Linked DNA regions of Mus musculus: regions 2, 3 and 4 are each linked to region 1. The links are chromatin contacts, called in public HiChIP or PLAC-seq and promoter capture Hi-C maps. All regions are on one chromosome and are shown on one strand. Each heading gives the region's core, a stretch centred on a gene start, on an enhancer-like site or on the middle of the called end of the contact. The rest is flanking DNA. Distances are from core to core; before and after follow the strand shown.

Region 1 (4,985 bases), core at 2,457-4,956:
AGTTAGTTCTTTTCTCCCATCAAGTAGGACCCATGGATCAAAGTCAGCTGGTCATACATTGTAGGCTAGCAACTTTACTGGCTCAGCCATCTTGTTGGACCCCAGAGGCAGTGTTTGTAAGTTTGCTTTTAACTACGCAGCCCTCTATTTGTGTTCTGAATATCCAGGAAGGCTTCCTGGAGGAGCTACTTTGTGAATAAGACTAAAGAAGGCAGACCTAGCCTCAGAGGTAGTCACAGTGCATAGGGCAGTGAGAGTTGATAAGATAGTCCTCAAAAGGAAGGGAACTGTCCTGGGACAGGGGGTCTTAGTTACTGTCCTACTGATGTGAAGAGACACAATGACCAAGAAAACTTGCAGACGGAAACATTTAATTGTGGGGCTTGCTTATAATTTCAGAGGGCTAGTCTATGATTATGGTGGGAAGCATGACTGCAGGCAGACATGGCCAGAGGGCAGCTGAGAGCTTACATCTGATCCTCAGAATCAAGGCAGGAGGCAGAGAGAAAGATTAAGATTGGGTCTGGCATGTGCTTTTGAAACTCTAAAGCCTACTACCCCTGGTGACACATCTCCTTCAAGAAGCCCATGCCTCGTAATCCTCCCTAAACAGTCCACCAACTGGGAAACAAACATTCAAAGATAAGCACTCATGGGGCCATTCTCATTCAGACAACCACAACGGGACACAGTGGTGCATCTGGTTAGACTCAGGGGAACTTCTGGATGCAGACTGCCAGGGTGGGTTGGAGCGGCTGTGTGGGCTCTGATCCTTCATGGCAACAGTAGCAAGGAGACAAATCAAGTTTGGAAGCAGGGACGCTCTGTATACAGTGGAATTTTAGTGATATTATTCTCAAAGCAATGTAGAGACCGCTAGGGTGGAACAAGAAGTCGTTCAAGGGAGGGAGATTGGGGTGGAGATGAATAGGAGACAATAGATAAACAGGTAAGCAGGAGGGAGATGCAGGCAGAATAAAGTGGAAAAATGAATGAACTTGAGTTTGTAAGGGGAAAGTTGAGACTGTGTGGTGACCACACTGGTGAACTGAAAGCCAGGCAGGGGACCATTACAGGAGATTCGATGAAAAGTTTGTGTTTTCATGACTAGAACATAGCACAACTGAGAGCATGTAAATAATTCTAGAGAATTCAGTTGAAGCAGAAGGAAGATCTATTGGGGTTTAGGAAAGTGGGCATGAGGCAGGTTGTTAGATTACTGAGATCCCTCGATCTGATCTCCACCTTTAAGGATTAGCAAAAAAAAAACCATATCGATTAAAGGAGTATAGAAAATTAGATGGAAGTATTCCCCCCCCCCCCCCCCCGTGTGTGCGCGCGCACACACAGGCTTTGTTGTTTAAGTCCAGGTGTTCTTATGTAGAACTGTAGGCTGTCCTGGAACTTTCCAGGATTACGGGCGTGCACCAGCACACCCAGTGAGCCTTTGATTTTTGTGGTGTCTTATTTACCTGATCCCTAAGTTAAATATGTTCCATCTCCTCAGAGTTTCCGCAGCAGGTTTATATGCACTGCGTAACTGTGCTGGCTAGTCTTATGTCACCTTGACACACAAACTAGAGTTATCTGAAAGGAGGGAACCTCAACTGAGATCCAGCTGTAAAGAATGTTTTAATTAGTGATCAATGGGGGAGGATTGTGGTTGTTTTCATCCCTGGGCTGGTGGTCCTGGATTCTATAAGAGAGCAGGCTGAGCAAGCCATGGGAAGCAAGCCAGTAAGCAGTACTCTCCCTCCCCAATCCCCATGGCCTCTGCATCACCTGCAGCATCCAGGTTCCTGCCCTGTTTTGAGTTCCTATCCTGACTTCCTTTGGTGTTGAACAGTGATATGGAAGTGGAAGCTGAATAAACCCTTTCCTCAACAACTTGCTTTTCGGTCATGGTGTTTCATTGCAGCAGTAGAACCTTAGCTAAAATAATTGCCTTTTTTGAGTATGGGATGGGCCAAAGTCCAGCATTCTCACTAGCTGGAGTTTGGACCCAGATCTCTCTTTTAGTAGCTGATCACCCTTTACCCATCGGAAGGGTGGAACTTGATCTGTTTCTTGCATTTTGTAGCAGAGAAGATGTTGGGATATTTACACGTGTTCTCAGAGATTGTTACATTGAACTTTCTGGGTCAGTCCAAAAAGGACCTTGTACTGGAACCTATGGGAAGTGCCCTGGAATGCTTTACAAAGTTTGAAGGGTACAGCAGCTCTCACCTTTTCTTCTCTTACAATGCTAGTTTTATAACTTGTGCTTCCTTTTGAGACTGTCATCTTCTTTACTGATTTATTTCCCATGGATTTGGTGTAATGGAAGGAGGTCGGGCAGTTTGCTGACTCTAGGGTACTATTCCAGCCTCTGGGCCAACGAAGATCAGAGCAGGGCCTTTGGCTTCTGAGGGCTCTGCCAAGCTAAGCCCATTCATTAAGAAGGGGATGATGCCAGTCCTAGGGGCAGAGCAAATGGGAGGGGCAGCAGCCTGGGAGATGATGTCACTGTTTTCTGAAGGGCCTGGCCAGCCATTAGGTGACTCAGTGTGTTTCTTAGCACCTCAGCCAGGAGGCAGGACAGAAGCTGTGGCCTTTTTATCTTTTCCTGTTTGGGTGGGACGGTTCCTGTCTTGGCACCGGGTCTATAGGAAAGCCTTCATTAATCACTTCTCTGCCTTAAGTCTGATTAGATTGAGCAGAGTTTCAGGTAGGGAAGCCAGACTGAGTTTCAAAGCTGTTCCAGGCCACTGGCCTGTAAAGCAGACCTTTTTTTTTTTTTTTTTTGAGTCTTATGTTACAATATAGATCTAATGATTCCAGCTTCAAATGTTGTTGATGGTTAACAGTAGTGTATGGAAGGCACTTTAGCCCCACGGTCTAGCCTATGTTTCCCTTCTTGTCAGCGTAGTAGTGGATAACAGTGTAGCTTCTGAGTTTGAATTTGCGCTGTAGGTGAGTGACCTTGGGGAACTTCATCTTGCTATTTCTTACTTGTAAATGAGAGTGACGTGGGGTTACTGTGACAAAGCAATGCACCCCAGTGACTGGTACAACTACGGGCGCGACAAACCGCACAGTGAACTCATAATCTCTTTTTAAAAACCCTATATCCTTCATAGTGTAGTTCAAGACGCTCTAGACCCCAGTAATCTTCCTCTGCTCATCAGTTTGGGTTCTCCTTAAAAATCCATCTCGCACCGTTTTTTGTTTATATTGACCTTTCCCAACCGTATACGTGGGCTCACCTTGTCTTTCTTAGGCTCAGCATATGTCTTATGCTATGTTGTTTTGTCTTCAAACTTCAAAACCAATCCCAACAGCACTGAAATAACAATTACATTGAGCATGAGACAGCTAAAGTTCCTATAGTTGTTCCCCAAATGCCTTTTTTAAATTTAAGTTTCTAGTTCCAGGACAGTTGTGTATTTCTCCTGTCTCCTTCGTGAGCTAGTACTCTATACTGGCTTTATACTGGCTTCCCATTTTAGCCTAGGGAACTACTCTCCTGCGCAGCACAGCTTCCGGAGACAGCACAGGGCTAAAAAACCCACCTCCTTCGGGGGTCCGGGGCGGCGCCTGCGCAGGACGCTGTCGCAGATCTCACGTCAGCGCGCAAAGCCTAGGTCGGCTCCACGTGACTCTGGCCTCCCACCGCTCCGCCCCGCACGCCAGCCTGCTTCTGCGCATGCTCTTGACTCCGCCCCCGTGCGTCACAGAATGGCCTCCGACACCCAGGGAGCCCCTGACGTGTCGGGGAGGAGCCCGGTGCGGGGATACGCGGAGTGGAGCTCAGGGCTGCGGAAGGGAGCAGAGCTGAGCGGCTGGGCGGGCCTGGCCAGGCCAGCGGAGCAGAGACGTCGGCCGAGCGGCGGCGAACATGCGCTTTTGACACATTGGCGGTGAGCTCCCGTGCGACGCAGCCTCTGGGGTTCGAGCCAGGCGGGCAGCGCCGAGGCCTGCCCCGGGGGAGCCTGCCTGACCGCCGCCGGGCTGGGGCTCAGCCCGCTGGGCCAGGCCGGGCTTGGGTTCTGGGGCGGCCCGTACCGAGACAACTGTTCCAACCGCTTTAACTGTCCCCTCCTTACTGGCGGAGGTGTGGCCCACCGGGGGCACCTGCGGGAGAGCGAGTCCCGGGCTTCCAGAGGAGGGACGGAGGCCGGGACGTGGCACCGGGGGCTGAGGCGCTGACGGCTCGAGGAGTGGCCCAGTTGGGGTGGCGGAGGCGCGCCCAGCTTCTCGCTCCACCCATCCTTGATTCCCTGGAGCTGCCGGGGTGGTTAGGAGCCGGGCAGGATCTTGATTTCCCAGCGCCCCAGATGCGGGAGGCGAGAGCAGGAGCAGCCCGCGTTGGCAGAGACTGGCAGTCTCGTGACTGCCTGCCCCGAACTGCTAATCATCCTCTTTGGAGTTGGGGAAAGTCTCACTAACCAACCGACCCCGGTTGCTTGGATTCGCTTCTTATTTTTCTCTGAGAAACGATGAGGTGACTAACACTTTTAAGTTTAAGGCGAGTGAGGGTCCTTTTCATTACCCGGGCCCATTCCTGTAGCGTTTGTAAACATTTTAGAACATTTGCTGTTTGTACTTGCGACGGATACTGTAAGTCACTTTTTGCTGGATGGGGAAATTGAACCTAGGTACAGGAGGTTGGGGCAACTGAGTGATTTTTATTTGGGTTCCACTAACTGGTGAGAAGTTTAGCTTGGGTTACAATTTACCTTTCTAAGCTCAGGGTTCTGGTTTCTGTTTTCATGAGATTTTTTTTTTTTAACTTCTTCAGCCGGAAAGAGGACTGAACATTGGACTTGTTAAAGATAATACCAGAAGTTACTAGATGACTTATTTATTTTCGAGTAAATTGACCAAAAAAACCAAAAAAACCCCAAACCAAACAACAACAACAAACAAAAAACCCCCAAAAGCTCAGTTACTAGAAAAATCTTATCCTGAAGCTTGCTCATGAGTGGCTGGTTGTTAGTCTGAAA
Region 2 (4,431 bases), core at 1,121-3,620, 1.1 Mb before region 1:
CTGCCCGGTGTGGTGGCACACGCCTTTAATCCCAGCACTCGGGAGGCAGAGGCAGACGGATTTCTGAGTTCAAGGCCAGCCTGGTCTACAAAGTGAGTTCTAGGACAGCCAGGGCTATACAAAGAAACCCTGTCTCAAAAAAACAAAAAACAAACAAAAAAAAAAGAGGCTGACCTCAAACTCACTATACTATGTAGTCAACAACTTCCAACTTGATACTGCTGCCTCGGCCTCTACCTTCCTCTGCTTCCACAGTGCTGGGACTGAAGCTGTGCATGATCATGCCCCACGTTCAGTGGTTTTGAGGGTTTTTAATTTGGGGATTTTTATTTTTGATTGTTTTATTTTTATTTTTATTTATTTATTTATTATTTTTTTTTTTGAGACAGGGTCTCACTACTAAGTATCTCTGACTAATCAGGATAGACTCAAACTCAAAAGAGACCCACCAGCCTCTGACTCCTGGATGATCGGATTAAAACTGTGTGCAGAAACAGCTGTGCTTTGGATTTAAAGGATCAAAGGTATGTGTCACCATTCAGGATGAGGACTTATAACAACTCTAACACCAGCACTCAAGAGGCATAAGCAGGAAGCTCTCTGAGTCTGAGGTCAGCCTGGTCTGTGTGTCAAGTTTAGGGCAGTGGTGGCGCACACCTTTTGTTAAGCCCAGCCCTAGGGAGGCAGAAACAAGTGGGTCTCTGGGAGTTTAGAGGCCAACCTGGTCTACAGAGGGGATTCCAGGACAGCCAGGATTATACAGAGAAGCCCTGTCTCCTAAAGAAAACGAACAGAAAGTAACAACAACAACCACCACTCCTCAAACGCAATCTATTCTTTGACATCTGGGACTCTTGGAGAGACTCACTTAGGTAGTAAGTCCCAGTCAGAACAACTCCACCAGTTCATACTCCTCCCTATTCTCAGCGCTAGTAAGATCCCACGGCAGGGCTGTACTGACATTTTAAAGTTAGCCAGCAGCGACCGCTGGCCTTTACTTTCCTCTCCAAACACTACCGTTCCTTCCAAGGTACTGTACCTGGTACAGCTGACCCATCGTGGCACTGGTGGGTGGAATGACATTGTTGACAAAGAAAAACAAGGCATCTTCAGCACGGAGATGAATTCGCTTCCGGATCAAGAAGTAGAATTGACCAACTGCCAAAAACAGGAGATGCAAGCAAGTCACAGAGGTCGTAGGCGCCTCCAGAGAACAGCTGCCAGGTGAAGCCTCCTCCCACAGAGTTGGCAGGCCCACCCACAGAAAGAAACGTGCACCACAGGTCAAGCCCTCACCTGTAAGATCAGAAGGCACCAGGTATTTCTTTTTGTCCAGGTCTCCTATCCGAGCTTTGGGGGCTTTTTCCACTATCACCTGATAAAAGGTAAGAATGAGAAAAATGAATATATATATATATATATATACATACATACACATATATATGCTGCTATATCGATGAAGAACTCAACATACAATATTCCCTTTTACTGAAACCTACTGGAATCTCATTTCTCTAGTTATCCTTATATACGTGGTGCACACAGCATTAGGTCCAAAGCTCCTGGCCTCACTCTTACCTAAATATTGAGAACTGATCCTAGAACGGCGCATCACAATAACTATTTTCACCAGAGAATACAGGATGACTTGTTTGGGTCAAAAATCTACATTAAATCTAGCTAGTTGGGAGGATGGCCATGGAAACTCTGGGTTGTCAAGCTCACTAAGGCCTCTATTCTGAGAAATACCCTGATCTCTCTCTCCCGTCCACATCTTAGTCCCCAGCTCTACTTCAGGTGAGAGACCTCTGGTACCAGAGACAACAGAGTTCTAACCCCACGACAGACAGAGCCTGACTTCAGCTTTCCCAGACTCAAGCATAGCCTGTGGCGACAGCGTCAGCGACGCTAGCCTGGGCCCTGGCTACTGTCCTTACCGGGACCCGGTCTGGGTATTTCTTTCGGATTTTCTCGCCCTCAGAGCGGCGCTTCTCGAACGGATGCTCCTCTTTGTACACGAACTTCATTCTCCCGAGAACCGGGCTGGACCGAGCTGGGCTGAGGGAACCCAGGGGGGGGGCCGGGACAGGGGGCGGCGGCGGAGGCGGCTTCGACGAACAGACTTGGCGGAGCGATCCACGAATTTGCGCCACTTCCCTATTCATCAACCCCGCCCCCGACCATCGGACCGGCCCCGCCTGCTAACATACGCCACTAGCTCAGCTTGCTAGCGCAACCCGTAGCCTGGTCCTCTTACGCCTTCAGCGTAACTGCTTTGGAATCAACTTGTGGGTTACACATATGACATCGCAGATAAGGTTGCTGTTGTTTCGAGTGAACTGAAAAACCCTTTCCCACAGTACAAAGTTGAGGACGAAACTGGTACCCAGTGGCAGTCATGAGATTTAGTTCTGCAGTTCTCGGAAATTACGTTGGGGAAAGGCAGACAATTACAAGTCTAGGATTTCATGAGACGTGTTTCTACGCTGAAGGTGGCCGTTGACACCAAAACAAAGTAGTACCCAAGCTGTGGATATGGACACCATAAGACAGAAAGGAAAGAGGTTTGCAGACACCCAGGGAATGCTCAAGGCTCAGGCTTATGTGAACCAAGAGAAACTGCAAAAGCCCCAAAGATAAGGACTACACCAGAGCGGAGGAACACATTTCTGAGTGTAGATAAAATCATGTGACCTCAGAAAAGGGCGGAGAATCACGTGGCGGGTGGCGAAAAGTAGTCCCGGCTCTGGAGAGGAGGTGCCAGGAAAGAGGGTTCCGCCCCAGGTTACTGCTGGAGTGCCAACACCTCGTAGGCAGCGCCCTCTTAGCCTGTCCACGTCAACTTCCCAGACAAGCCCAGCCTTTCTCCAGCTGTATGCCCTTCCAGGGTTCTAGAGTTTTCCCTCTTTAGCCTTCTATATCCTACTTTAAAGTTGTTGGTCCACTGTCCATCAGGGACTCCATCCAGTCAGTGGGGCCTTTCCTGCCGAACACTGAACATAAACTACTTTATCCCTGTGCTAAATCCCACTTCCCCCCAACTCCAAACAGCATCTTCTCCCTCTGCTTCAAGGACAGAGCAGATGTCAACAAAGTTCCCTCCATTTCCAAAAACATCAGAGAAGGGTCTAGGGCAGCTTTGGTTTCAAAGTTATAATGCATGGTTTAAAAGAGGAAAGAAGAAAGGAGCCGATTACAGGTATGGGGGATTGGGGAAAGAAAAAAAATGAGGAAAAGTAAGGGGGGGACAAGTCTGAGGAGGATCCAGTGGCCCGAAACCCCAGTCCCCACCCACAGCCCAGCCCTTGGAGCAGGAGTGAAGAATTAGATCAGTTTTGTATAAGAGTTTTTAAAAAAATCAAATCACAACAAAGTTGAATTGGCTTCTTTTGAGCCTCTGGGATATGTCTGTCACTCTGGCCAGTCCTGCCTCTTCACCAGACTGTTTCGGCTCCTCTAGGCCTTCGCCTGTCCCAGTCTGGCATTTCCACGGAGTGTGAACCCAGAGTGAGGCTGCTTCACGGTCTGGCCCATGTGTCCATCCAGACTCCATAAGTGGAGTGTAGGGCTCCCAGGGCAGAGGGGTGGGAGGGGCAGACTCTGCCCAGGCAGTCCTCACATTGGACAGGGCAACAGACGGTGTCCCAAGAACTCTCCCTCCCTTTCCCCTCCACCCCAACTCAGGTGGAGGGGGAGCAGCTGTCACCAGAGCCTATGTTGGTGAAGGTTTCGGCTCAGCACCGATCGGACATCAGCAGTGAACCTGAAATGACAGTAACTGGTGTTGGTGAAATACCTTATAGTTGACACCCTCACAACACTAGCACAACGGAGTCTCACTGGACAGAACAGAACTTGATACCACTTTCACACAGTGACAGAGGTTGAATCTGATAGAAGCCAAAAGGCCACAAACAATGACAACTGGAGTAAGAAGACCTGGCCCAAACACTTAGACTCTGAATGACTTTTTTTCAGTTCTTAACCCGCTCCCCACCCCACCCCCGCCCTCTTTTTCTTGGCAACCCAAGCATTGCCAGTTTTGATAGTGTACTCCTGTAATCACAGCACTTGAGAGGTAAAAGCAAGTTCCAAGCCAGCATGGACTATATAAAAGAATGTGTTTAAAAAAAAAAAAAGAGCTACCGCCTACAGGCCACACACTTCCCTTACCTGAGGGCATCCAGCATTGGGAGAAGGTTGAGAAGGGCTGTGTCACTGGGGTCACTGAACCAGGATTTGATGGGGATGGCATTGTCTAGGGTAGGTAAAATTACAAGTGAGAAAAGGCAAAGAATGCAGAAGAGCAGGTGAGCCTTTCCTGAATATTATTACTTAAAACTCCCCACCACAGTCATCAACCACCTAAAACCCTTTTTTCCCCAAATGCCAAAGCCAAACAGATTTGACACCAGCTTGAGGTAGGCTTCT
Region 3 (5,050 bases), core at 2,463-4,962, 1.4 Mb before region 1:
AAGACCTCACTATGTGGCCCCAGACAATGGTGCAGGCTTGGCTGGCCAGGAACTCACAATCCTCCTGCCTGAGCTGTGGCTACATGTATGCACCACTACATCAACTGTGCAGATGGAAAAACTGGAATGTGGAGAGGTTAGGTAATTGGTCTAAAGAAACCACAATGAAAGCAATGAGGCCGGTATTGAAACCCTTGCCTGATATAATACATCTACATAAACAAATACACAACTGTTCTAAAATACAGACCCACCAAATTGTCTTTCTTTCCTCCTTAAATCTTGTTCAAAAAAAAAAAAAAAAAAGCTGGGCGTGGTGGCACTCGCCTTTAATCCCAGCACTCGGGAGGCAGAGGCAGACAGATTTCTGAGTTCAAGGCCAGCCTGGTCTACAGAGTGAGTTCCAGGACAGCCAGGGCTATACAGAAAAACCCTGTCTCAAACCAAAAAAAAAAAAAAAAAAAATCTTGTTCTTTTCCTGTCCAGGATTCCCTGTCTCCTTCCAGTCCCGGGCTCAGCTCTGCCATTTCCTCACCATGTGTGTTTTCACATGCACTGCCCAGCATGCTGCCATCAACCAGGGCCAGGTATGGAAAGCTGAAGGCCCAGGCTCCGGAGAGCAAGCGTCTGGGCCTTGGGAGATCCAAGGGAGAGGTGGAGATTCAAATCCTAACACTTGGGTTCTAAAGCCTCCATTTCCTCCTGCAGCTGGACTGGTATGGTTGGGTACCTAATGCTCCATGCACAATGAGGATGCCTCCGCCCACCAGCAAGGACGACGTGACGATGGAGACCGTGATGGGGTCGCTACCTGATGTGCAGAAGGCCTGTCTTCAGATGACTATCACATGGCACCTGGGTCGCCTGCAGCCAGACATGGTGAGTAATGACCACGGAGTAGGAAGTAATGGCTGGGGGAGATGTGTCAGTGTGAAGGGCTGGGCGTCAGGAGTTCTGTCTTCCTACTGGAGCCTGAATGGTCCTTTCTTTCTGTCTCAGGTACCTCTAGGACACCACACAGAAAAATATTTCTCAGACCCAAGGACCAAAGCTGTGCTCAGCCAATTTCAAGCAGATTTGGACAATTTGGAGAAAGAGATTACAGCCCGGAATGAGCAACTTGACCTGCCTTATGAATACCTCAAGCCCAGCCGCATAGAGAACAGTATCACCATCTGAGGCAGAGCTGCTGGGACCCAGAAGGCTTCGTCAGCCCTAGGACTGCCACTACCCACTTGATTCTGTGCCTTCTTATGTCTGCTGCTGAGACTCTAATTCCTCTCCTGACTAAACACTCCACATTAGTATTCTAACTACAGGGCACTAAATGTCTTGCTGTTATGAGGAACAATTTAGTCTTTGGAGGGCCACCCACTTTCTACCACAATTACTTAGCTTTCTCACTATACCACTAGTGTGTGACTATGTTCCAATAAAACTTTAGGTATGGACACTGAGATATGAACTTCACATGTCACAGGGTCTTTTTTTGGCTTGTTTAGGCATTTAAAAATAAAAACAAAGCCAGGTGTGGTGGTGCACTCCTTTAATCTCAGCACCTTTAATCTCTGGAGGCAGATGCAGCAGATCTCTGAGTTCAAGGCCAGCCTGGCCTACAGAGTGAGCTCCACGACAGTCAGGGATGAAGCCCTGTCTCAACAAAACAAAAGTGCAAAACCAGGCGTGGGGACACACGCCTTTAGTTCCAGCACTCTGGAGGCAGAGACAGGCAGATTTCTCAGTTCAAGGCCAGCCTGGTCTACAAAATGAGTTCCAGGACAGCCAGGGCTACACAGAGAAACCCTGACTCGAAAAACAAAACAAAAACAAACAAAAAGTGCTTTGCATGATTTCAGGTTAGATTTGGTCTAACCTCATACAGACCTCAGGCTCCAAACCTCATTTTCAAAATATCCAAGAGCCATGGTGGAGGAGAGGAAAATTGTATTTCTGGATAAAATCAACTACTTCAGCTAGTTCTCCTTTGCCAGGAACCAGACTTCATGCTTGACGGCCAACGTGTAAATTTCAGACTCTCTTCCCCTCCACGTTTCCATTTTGAACACATACCCTGAATAGTTCTAAATAAAGGTGTTACTGGCCCCAAATAAAGACCAGTTCACCAAGTTGTTTCCTTCCATAACAGTCACCAACAAGAGAGGCAGGAAGCCCTTGTTCCCAGCCCGTGTTTCCAGCTCACGTACACCCAGTGACAACCATGTGCCTCACAAGTTCTCTTCCCCAACCATGTTAAGAACAATATCTACAAAATACACAGAAAAAAAAATGGCACAAGATTCAAGTCCATGAGCGTGTTCCTGTTTGGTGCTGGGGGCTTGAGATTAAAATGCATTCTCTCAATTGTTCTGTGGCTGCCGTCATTAGGATGGGCACACCAATCTCAGTGCAAAATTCTTTTTCATCACTGGCCCTAAGCTGGAACCCCAGCCCTGGAGGGGAGGGAGAGCTCTCTAAACATCTCCAATTACCGCCAATACTTACTACAAATGTTTCTTACTAGTGGAGTTACCAAATTTCTCCGGTGGAGAGGAAGGCCTAGTCTTATTTTTACATTTATGGGGCTTTGAATGAGAATGGTCCCATAGGATCATGTAGGTGAATGCTTGCTCAACAGCAGTGGAACCCTTTGAAAGGATTGCAAGGGCTAGGAAGTGTGGCCTTGTTGGAGGAAGTGTGTCACTTTTTTGAGGTTTCAAACACCTATGACAGTCAGTCCTGCTCCCACCCCCCACCCCCAAATCAGGATCTAGTTCTCAGCTACTGCCCCAGACCATACTGTGTATGCTGCCACGCTCCCCCCACCATGAATAATGGAGTAAATTTCTGAAACTTTAAGCACGCCCCCAGCTAAATCCTTTGTTTTGTTAAGAGTTGCCGTGATCATGGCGTTTCCTGACAACACTGGAACAGTGGCCAAGTCACAGCTTGTGTCTTGTCTTACTCAAAGAAGCAGCAGGAATATTTCTGTTTATTTTCTCCTTTCTCCAGTACACTTAGCAAGGCCGCTTTCCTTCGTGCGTCCAATGAGTCTGCCTTTCCTAGTCCCTTATTTTTCCTGAATGTAGCATTTACAACGATACTGCATTTCAAGTGAAGCATTTGCAGGATCAAGAAGTCAACTATTTAAAAGCGTCCCTCAAAGCAGGATGCTTAGCCTCAGGAGGGGACTCTTCTATTTTCTTTTCAAAGTGTCAAAGCATCTTTCAAAAGGGAGACCTGGATAGAAGCGATAGGCCGGCACATCGAATCTCCAGGACTCGCTTACCGGTTTTCCCATCACAGAAGACCACCCAAGACTAAGAAGGTATGTAAGGATCCAGACGGCCCCAAGCTTCTTGTCCTGACATAACAATCCTAACACAATTCAACTCAATTGTGGACTCCTTCCTGACACCAGGTTACAGCTGGTTCCTGGTCATGTGATCCAACAAAGTAGGTCACGTGAGAAGCCTGCTCCTTCCATTCCAAGCCGGGGTAGGCGACAAGTGATAACACTCAGGCCCTAGCGTCTGCACCACTCAACACTTCTGCCACTCGGTTCAAGCAAGACTTGTAGAGTTTCTGCTTCTGTTTCCGACACCGTGTCTCCTCTCCCCAAGCTTGGCCCACCACGCGTCACAGCGTTATCTTCTGAAAGTCACCCCTCAGAGTGGTCGGCGCCCGAGGCCACGCCCCCCCCCCCCCCCCCCCGTCGCTCTGCGCCGCGCAAGTCCCCAAATCCAGCTCCTGTCCTAGCATTTCCAGGGTTCCCTCTCCCGGCTTCTGTGCTCCGCTCAGTCTCCAGCGATCCCTCCCTACCTCCGCCCTCCATGGCGTCGCTCCTGTGCTGTGGGCCTAAGCTGGCCGCCTGTGGCATCGTCCTCAGCGCCTGGGGAGTGATCATGTTGGTGAGGGGACTAACCCGCGAACGGGTCTGAGGGGTTCTGGGGTTGAAGGGCTGGGACACGAGGAACCGCAAGCCTTAGGAAGCAGCAGACTGATTAAGGGGCTGACTAAATAGCCGCTGGAAAACGAGACGGAACTCAGATCCAGACAACTGGGGAACTGGAGCGAAAGGGTGCTGGGGCAGGACCCTGGGAATGGGAGCCAGCTCGGGCAAATTTGCGGACTCCCCAAGGTAAACAAGAGCGAGGTCCCTGAGACTTGCGTGAGTTGAATGGAGGCGAGGGTGAAGTGTGCTTGCCCCCGAAAACGGTAGCTGAGGCCTTGCTTCCCCAGGGCCCTCAAGGCCGCCACTTCCAGAAATATGAAGTGTTTCATCTCCATCTGCTCCCATGATAATGACGCGCCTCGGAGAGCTGTTTGCCATATACCTCCCTATACCCAGTCACTCTTCCCAAGGTCCTACCTCACGCCCTGTTCCACATGGCTGAGTCCGAATCCAGATACAACCACCAGATACAACTAGCCCTTTCTAGTTCATCTCTGGCGCAAGTGTTGGGCCAACATTAGACAGGGGAGGAGCCTAGGGAGCGACCAAAGAAGTAAGGTAAGAATTTGACAACCTATCTATTCCTTACTCTTCCAGATAATGCTCGGGATATTTTTCAATGTCCATTCTGCTGTGTTAATTGAGGACGTTCCCTTCACAGAGAAAGATTTTGAGTAAGTGGTCGGGTACTTGGGCGAGTTGGGCGTGGATGAGGAGTAGCATGGTTTGGGTTTATGGGGAGGACACTTCTGAAGACTGGACATTTGTGGCCCTAGGTTGGGGACTTCAAGAAGAGGGCTGCTCTCTACAAAGTAGTTGGGTGGCAGCACGCAGGGTCCTAGTTTCAATCCCCAGCGCGAGAGACAGAGACACAGAAAGGCATGTACTTAGGAGCAGTCTTGCAAGCCACGTTTCCATGGCTACCCAAGCCCACCAGCTTAGATGTGGCCTCTTCCAATATTTTGCCTTCCTGCTCCTTGGTCTACCTCTGTAAAATGGTTACCATGATAGAATTCATTTGGTATGCTTCTTGGGAAGACTAATAGGAGTTAAAGTGCTTTAGCATGGTGTCTGATGCATAGAACTTGCATATTGGAT
Region 4 (4,872 bases), core at 1,402-3,901, 1.7 Mb before region 1:
GGTATCATCCAGGTCCTCCAGGTCTCCCTCTTCCTGCCCACTGATGCCTTAGCTCCAGCCCTTGCTCACCTCTTGGACCATCGATAACAAACTTGGTCTCGGCCACAGAAGGTGAAGCCGGGAACTCGATGCCCGCCCGAGCGCTTCCGGATCACCCCTTCCCTACAGGGACAAGCAAGATCATTGGGGACCCTAGGCACACTGTACCGAGTTTTATTTTCAAGCAGGAAGATGGAGACTTATGCCTGCTGAAGGCTGGGTAAGGAGTTCCCACACTCACAGTCCTTTGGAGCCAAGGTCTGGGATAAAGGAAAGTTGACTGACTTCCAGAAATTCTGTCTGCAGAGGAAGAAATAAGTTTAGGGGGAGACTTGGCTTTCAGCCTCCCCTGCCCTACTAACTCTGCACCCTTTGTCCCCTGGGGATCTGATGATCCTCATCTACTTCAAAAAACACAAGCATCCTAGGGTATGTTGGCACACACCTAATACCAGCACTTGGGAGCAGAGGCAGGTGTATCTAGGTCAGTTCAAGGCTAGCCTGGTCTACACAGAAAGTTTAAGGCTAGCCCAGGTTTTACAGTAAGACCCTGTTTTGTTTTGTTGTTAAGAATAAAAACAGGTGGGCTAGAGAGATGGCTCAGCAGTTAAGAGCACTGACTGCTCTTCCAGAGATCCTGAGTTCAAATCCCAGCAACCACATGGTGGCTCACAACCATCCCTAATGAGATCTGAAGCCCTCTTCTGGAGTGTCTGAAGACAGCTACAGTGTACTTACATATAATAAATAAATCTTTAATTAAAAAATAAAAACAGGAGGGAGAGAGAAGGATCCACCCAGGCATCCAGGACCTTACCATGGCGTGGTAATTGCGATAGAAAGACATGGTCAGGAGGCGGTTGAGGTAATTTTCCAAGTATTTCTGAAGGGAGACGGAAAAGAAACAGATGTAGCCAGAACCTTTTGCATACTGCACACCTTGCTACAGGACCTGCTGCATACCTGTTTGCTGGCTGTGTGTCTGGCAGAGCCCTCAGAACCTCCTCGGGGTAGGGAGGGTATATCCTCGGCGGCTGCCTCTCGGGCTGGAGAATGGGTCACAGCAAAGCTACAGAGATGAGAGAAGACTCAAGAAGGAGCTGGAGACGGGGCCTTGGAGGAAGAAAGGCTAGCAGAAGAAAGAAAGAAAGAAGAAAGGCAGAAGAAAGAAAGGGTCTCTGTCCTGGGAATGGAGACAACTGGGAGGAGGGGGTTGCTAAGGACAATTCTGGGCATCCAGCCTGGCTAAAATATTGGCACAGTACTATGGAGGAGATCCAAGCAGGGAAAGTTTCCTGGGAACCAGGGACAAGGGAGGGGGCACGGCACAGAGCTGAGGAAGGAAAATGCCCAGGGGATAAGAGTCAGACAGACAGGAGTGAGTGAGGCTGCCATGGGGTGAGAAGTACCTGCCTTTCACGGGAAGCAACCGAGTTCTACTCACCGAGCCAAAGGGAGCAGACTCATCAAGACTTTGTGTCTCTGGAGGTCCCGATGCAGCTCCTGAAAGTGTCGGAACTTCTTCTTGGTTGTCCAGGTAAAGTCACCATGCGTCAAGCGAACAGAATATAGAGTACAGGTTCCCACCTGGGGATATGAAAATCTAAAATATGTCTTCTGGCCCAACCCAGGCCTCCACTTGGGCCAGGACTCCCTCTCTCGCCTTCCCTGGTATCCGCTGGTGACTGACCTTGGATCCGCTGGTGTATCTTTCGGTGCCCACCACCTGGGCTATAACAGGGACCCCAGGGGCGAACACCAAGGGGTGTGCTTTCAGAGGCTGAAGGTCATAGATGGCCAGATAGGGATGCATTCGATCAGCTGGGAGGGGAAAAAAGCAAAACAAAAACAAAACAACCCAAGGGTGTAAAGATCTCAGGAGGCCTCAGATCCCTATCTCCCCTCTCTGGGAGCCATCTCCCTCTATACCTGGATCCTCTCCTTCCCTCAGAGTGTCAACCTCATCTGGCTCCATGTGCAACTGGCTGGAGTTCAGATAGTCCCCATAGGGAAAGAGGTTCTTCTGGGTTACAGTCATCCTAGGAATATGAGGAAGCCTCAGGAAGGGACTCGCCCTACAGAAACACCCCTTCCCCATCCAACGCCCCCGGTCGGTCCTCTCCCGTCTTACTCAGTGACTCTCAACGTCTAGGGTTGTAGACCGACGCCCCTCTAACACCCACCCCTGCAACCTCCATTCCCTCCCCCAGCCTTCAACCAGAGCCTCTCAGCCCCGCTTCTCATTCCAAATTCAGGTCCAAAAAAGCACCTAGCTAAGGTGGGATGGCCTCGAACTGGGGCGAGGTTAAGTCCAAGGGAGGAGCCCTGGTGACAGCGAGGCTCGAAGTCAGGTCAGACTGGCTGGAAGCAAGGGTCCGGGCGGGAATGAGGAAGTTGCGCGCTCCCCGCCCAGGAGAGAGATCCCGAAATCTGGACGAGCGGCTGAGTCAGAAGGCCGTTGCAGCTCCAGCCCGACAGCGTCCCCGCCCGGTTCCCGGGGCTCCGGACCTCAGCCGCGCCACGTCCCGGGCCCCCGCACCCTGGATGCGGACCCCGGCGCCCGTGCGGGTTCGCAAGCAGGCAGAACTCAGCCAGGAGCCTACACCCCAGAGGGCCGGGGCGGGGCCGGGGTTCAGAGCCTGCCCTCGGGGGGCGGGAAGGCCCCCAGGGCTCACCTCCACGACTGTCGCGTCGACTGGGTCCCGCCCCCGCCGTCCTCTGCCCGCCCTGCGTTAGAGACGCCCGGGCCCGGGCCGCCCACTCCGGAGGCCGCCCACTCCCCAGGGCTGTCTTCTTCCTCCAGCTGCCCTCGGGGCACCTGCTGGCTATGTCCAGCACCCCCCAGTGTGCGATCCACGTAGTGCACATTCCTCTACTGCGCGCGCGCGCGCGCGCGGCCATTGGGTAGTCTGGTCCCCAGCACTGCCTGGAATCCGGGCAGAACGGCCTGGGTTGCGAGGACCTGCAGATGTCCCCTTGGTGGGCCCGGTACAGATAGCCTTTGTTGATGGAAGGTAATAAGAGCATAAAAAGCCGAGTGACTGCCAAGTTCGTTGCTGTATGAGAAATCGCATTCTTCATTCTTGAAACGCTCTTTTAACGCAGGAGTGATTAGCCCGACACTGAGCGACAATAACAGACCAATTTCGGAACCTGGAACCTAATCGCCTGTAAATTTCAGTCTGGAAAAAACTTTTTTTCCCCAGATCCTAAAGGCTGTCCTTTTTTTCCCTTCCAAATTTCCGCTGAATCATCATTTGAATTGTTTTAGGTTTTGTTCACTGGAAATGAACCTCCAATAAACATTTATGTGCCAGTCATTTTTGTGGACTTATTATTTTAATTCCTCTTCTGTAAACAACTAGAGTGGAACTACTGGGTCATATAAGTGTATGTTTAACTTACTGTTTGCTGTCGAGGTCTGGGCTTGGCAGTTTGTAGCTCAGCAGCACAGAGAATTGGAGAGAGTATTGTGAAGCTTGGGCATTGAGACCAGCTGAGGCTACACAGCAAAACACTGCTGAAAAAACAAACCCCGGGGCTGGAGAGATGGCTCTGTGCATGAGCTGAGGACCTGAGTCTGATTCCTAGCACCCACATGGCTGCTCACCAAGCAGTCCCCAGGGGATCTGATGTTCTCTTCTTGCCTCTGTGGCCACTGCACACACAAAACATTTATACACACAAAGCCAAAATAGAGAAAACAATTAAATACAAAAACTTTCCAAAATGGCTCTTCTATTTTATATTTCTAAAAACCAGTGTATGGTACTTCTGTTGTAGCTGCTCCATAGCACGGTGCACATTCAATTCCATAGATCCTTCCTGTTATCCATTAGAGTGGTCTGAAAGGTTTACCACTGCAGTCTTAATTGTACATCTCTGAATATTAACAGCGTTAACTGTATTTCCTATTGTCTTAGTTAGGGTTTTACTGCTGTGAACAGACACCATGAAAGGCAACCCTCATAAGGACAACATTTAATTGGGGCTGGCTTACAGGTTCTGAGGTTCATTATCATCAAGGCCGGATCATGGCAGCATCCCAGGCAGGCATGGTACAGGAGGAGCTGAGAGTTCTACATCTTCATCTGAAGGCTGCTAGCAGAATACTGGCTTCCAGGCAGCTAGGATGAGGGTCTTATAGCCCACACCCACAGTGACACACCTACTCCAACAGGGCCACACCTTCTAATAGTGACACTCCCAGGGCTGAGGATATACAAACCATTACACATATGCTTAAGTATCTTGATAAAGTATCTGTTCATCTTTTCCTAATTAAAAACCTTAATACATATGTGCATATCTATATATTAGATAGGATACCTCTATGTCAGTGGTTTTTCAGCCTGCAGATATCCTGCATATCAGATATTTACATTACAATTCATAACAGTAGCAAAATTACAGTTATAAAATATCAATGAAAATACTTTTATGGTTGGGGCTCACTACAACATGAGGAATTGTATTAAAGGGTCACAGCATTAGGAAGGTTGAGATCCACTGCCCTATGTAGTCCTGGCTGGTCTTGAAATCACTATATATAGATAAGGCTGGTCTCAAACTCACAAGAGATCTGCTGTCTTTTCCTCTAGACCCTACATACACACACAAAGTATTTTTTTAAGTTAAAAAAAAAATCCAGTTGGGCAGTAGTCATTCATGCCTTCAATCTCAGTATTTGGGAGGCAAAAGCAGGTGGATTTTTTTTTCTTTTTTGTTTTGTTTTGTTTCCTTTGTATGTGCATGAGTACTTTGCCTGCATGTGTGTATGTGTGCCATGTGCATGCCTAATACCTGTGGAGGCAAGAGGACAGTGTGACCCTG

Evidence for each region. Promoter capture Hi-C pulls out the DNA fragments that hold promoters and counts their contacts. HiChIP or PLAC-seq counts read pairs in DNA pulled down with a chosen protein or histone mark.
Region 2: an H3K27ac HiChIP or PLAC-seq map of double positive thymocytes shows a contact between it and region 1, with 6 times the contacts expected there. The contact joins the promoter of Gabarap here to the promoter of Ndel1 in region 1. A contact is called at or near these places in 1 of 39 promoter capture datasets (pre-B cells), 1 of 115 datasets of contacts at active chromatin or transcription factors (double positive thymocytes) and 1 of 9 other capture datasets (liver).
Region 3: a promoter capture Hi-C map of pre-B cells shows a contact between it and region 1, with 3 times the contacts expected there. The contact joins the promoter of Rnasek here to the promoter of Ndel1 in region 1. A contact is called at or near these places in 4 of 39 promoter capture datasets (the C10 cell line, erythroid cells, neutrophils and 1 more), 1 of 484 Hi-C or Micro-C datasets (B cells), 1 of 115 datasets of contacts at active chromatin or transcription factors (regulatory T cells) and 1 of 9 other capture datasets (adipose tissue).
Region 4: an H3K27ac HiChIP or PLAC-seq map of double positive thymocytes shows a contact between it and region 1, with 7 times the contacts expected there. The contact joins the promoter of Pld2 here to the promoter of Ndel1 in region 1. A contact is called at or near these places in 2 of 39 promoter capture datasets (liver and pre-B cells) and 1 of 115 datasets of contacts at active chromatin or transcription factors (double positive thymocytes).

What each region holds. Positions count from the first base shown.
Region 1 is chr11:68,851,856-68,856,840 of GRCm38.p6, reverse strand. Ndel1 (nudE neurodevelopment protein 1 like 1) reads left to right here and starts at 3,706. Exons shown (of 9, transcript NM_023668.3): 1 at 3,706-3,899.
Region 2 is chr11:69,989,309-69,993,739 of GRCm38.p6, reverse strand. It overlaps Gabarap (gamma-aminobutyric acid receptor associated protein), which reads right to left and starts at 2,370. Exons shown (of 4, transcript NM_019749.4): 1 at 1,938-2,370; 2 at 1,297-1,375; 3 at 1,040-1,158. The coding sequence starts at 2,027. It overlaps Ctdnep1 (CTD nuclear envelope phosphatase 1), which reads right to left. Exons shown (of 8, transcript NM_026017.2): 7 at 4,174-4,258; 8 at 3,139-3,763. The coding sequence ends at 3,703.
Region 3 is chr11:70,238,514-70,243,563 of GRCm38.p6, reverse strand. Rnasek (ribonuclease, RNase K) reads left to right here and starts at 3,712. Exons shown (of 3, transcript NM_173742.3): 1 at 3,712-3,908; 2 at 4,550-4,626. The coding sequence starts at 3,831. It overlaps Gm40191 (a long non-coding RNA gene), which reads right to left and starts at 4,553. Exons shown (of 3, transcript XR_879979.3): 1 at 4,370-4,553. Alox12 (arachidonate 12-lipoxygenase) reads left to right here. Exons shown (of 14, transcript NM_007440.5): 12 at 487-587; 13 at 709-879; 14 at 1,000-2,107. The coding sequence ends at 1,179.
Region 4 is chr11:70,538,051-70,542,922 of GRCm38.p6, reverse strand. It overlaps Pld2 (phospholipase D2), which reads right to left and starts at 2,651. Exons shown (of 25, transcript NM_008876.3): 1 at 2,309-2,651; 2 at 1,969-2,078; 3 at 1,730-1,860; 4 at 1,484-1,626; 5 at 1,003-1,108; 6 at 857-922; 7 at 281-339; 8 at 70-162. The coding sequence starts at 2,077.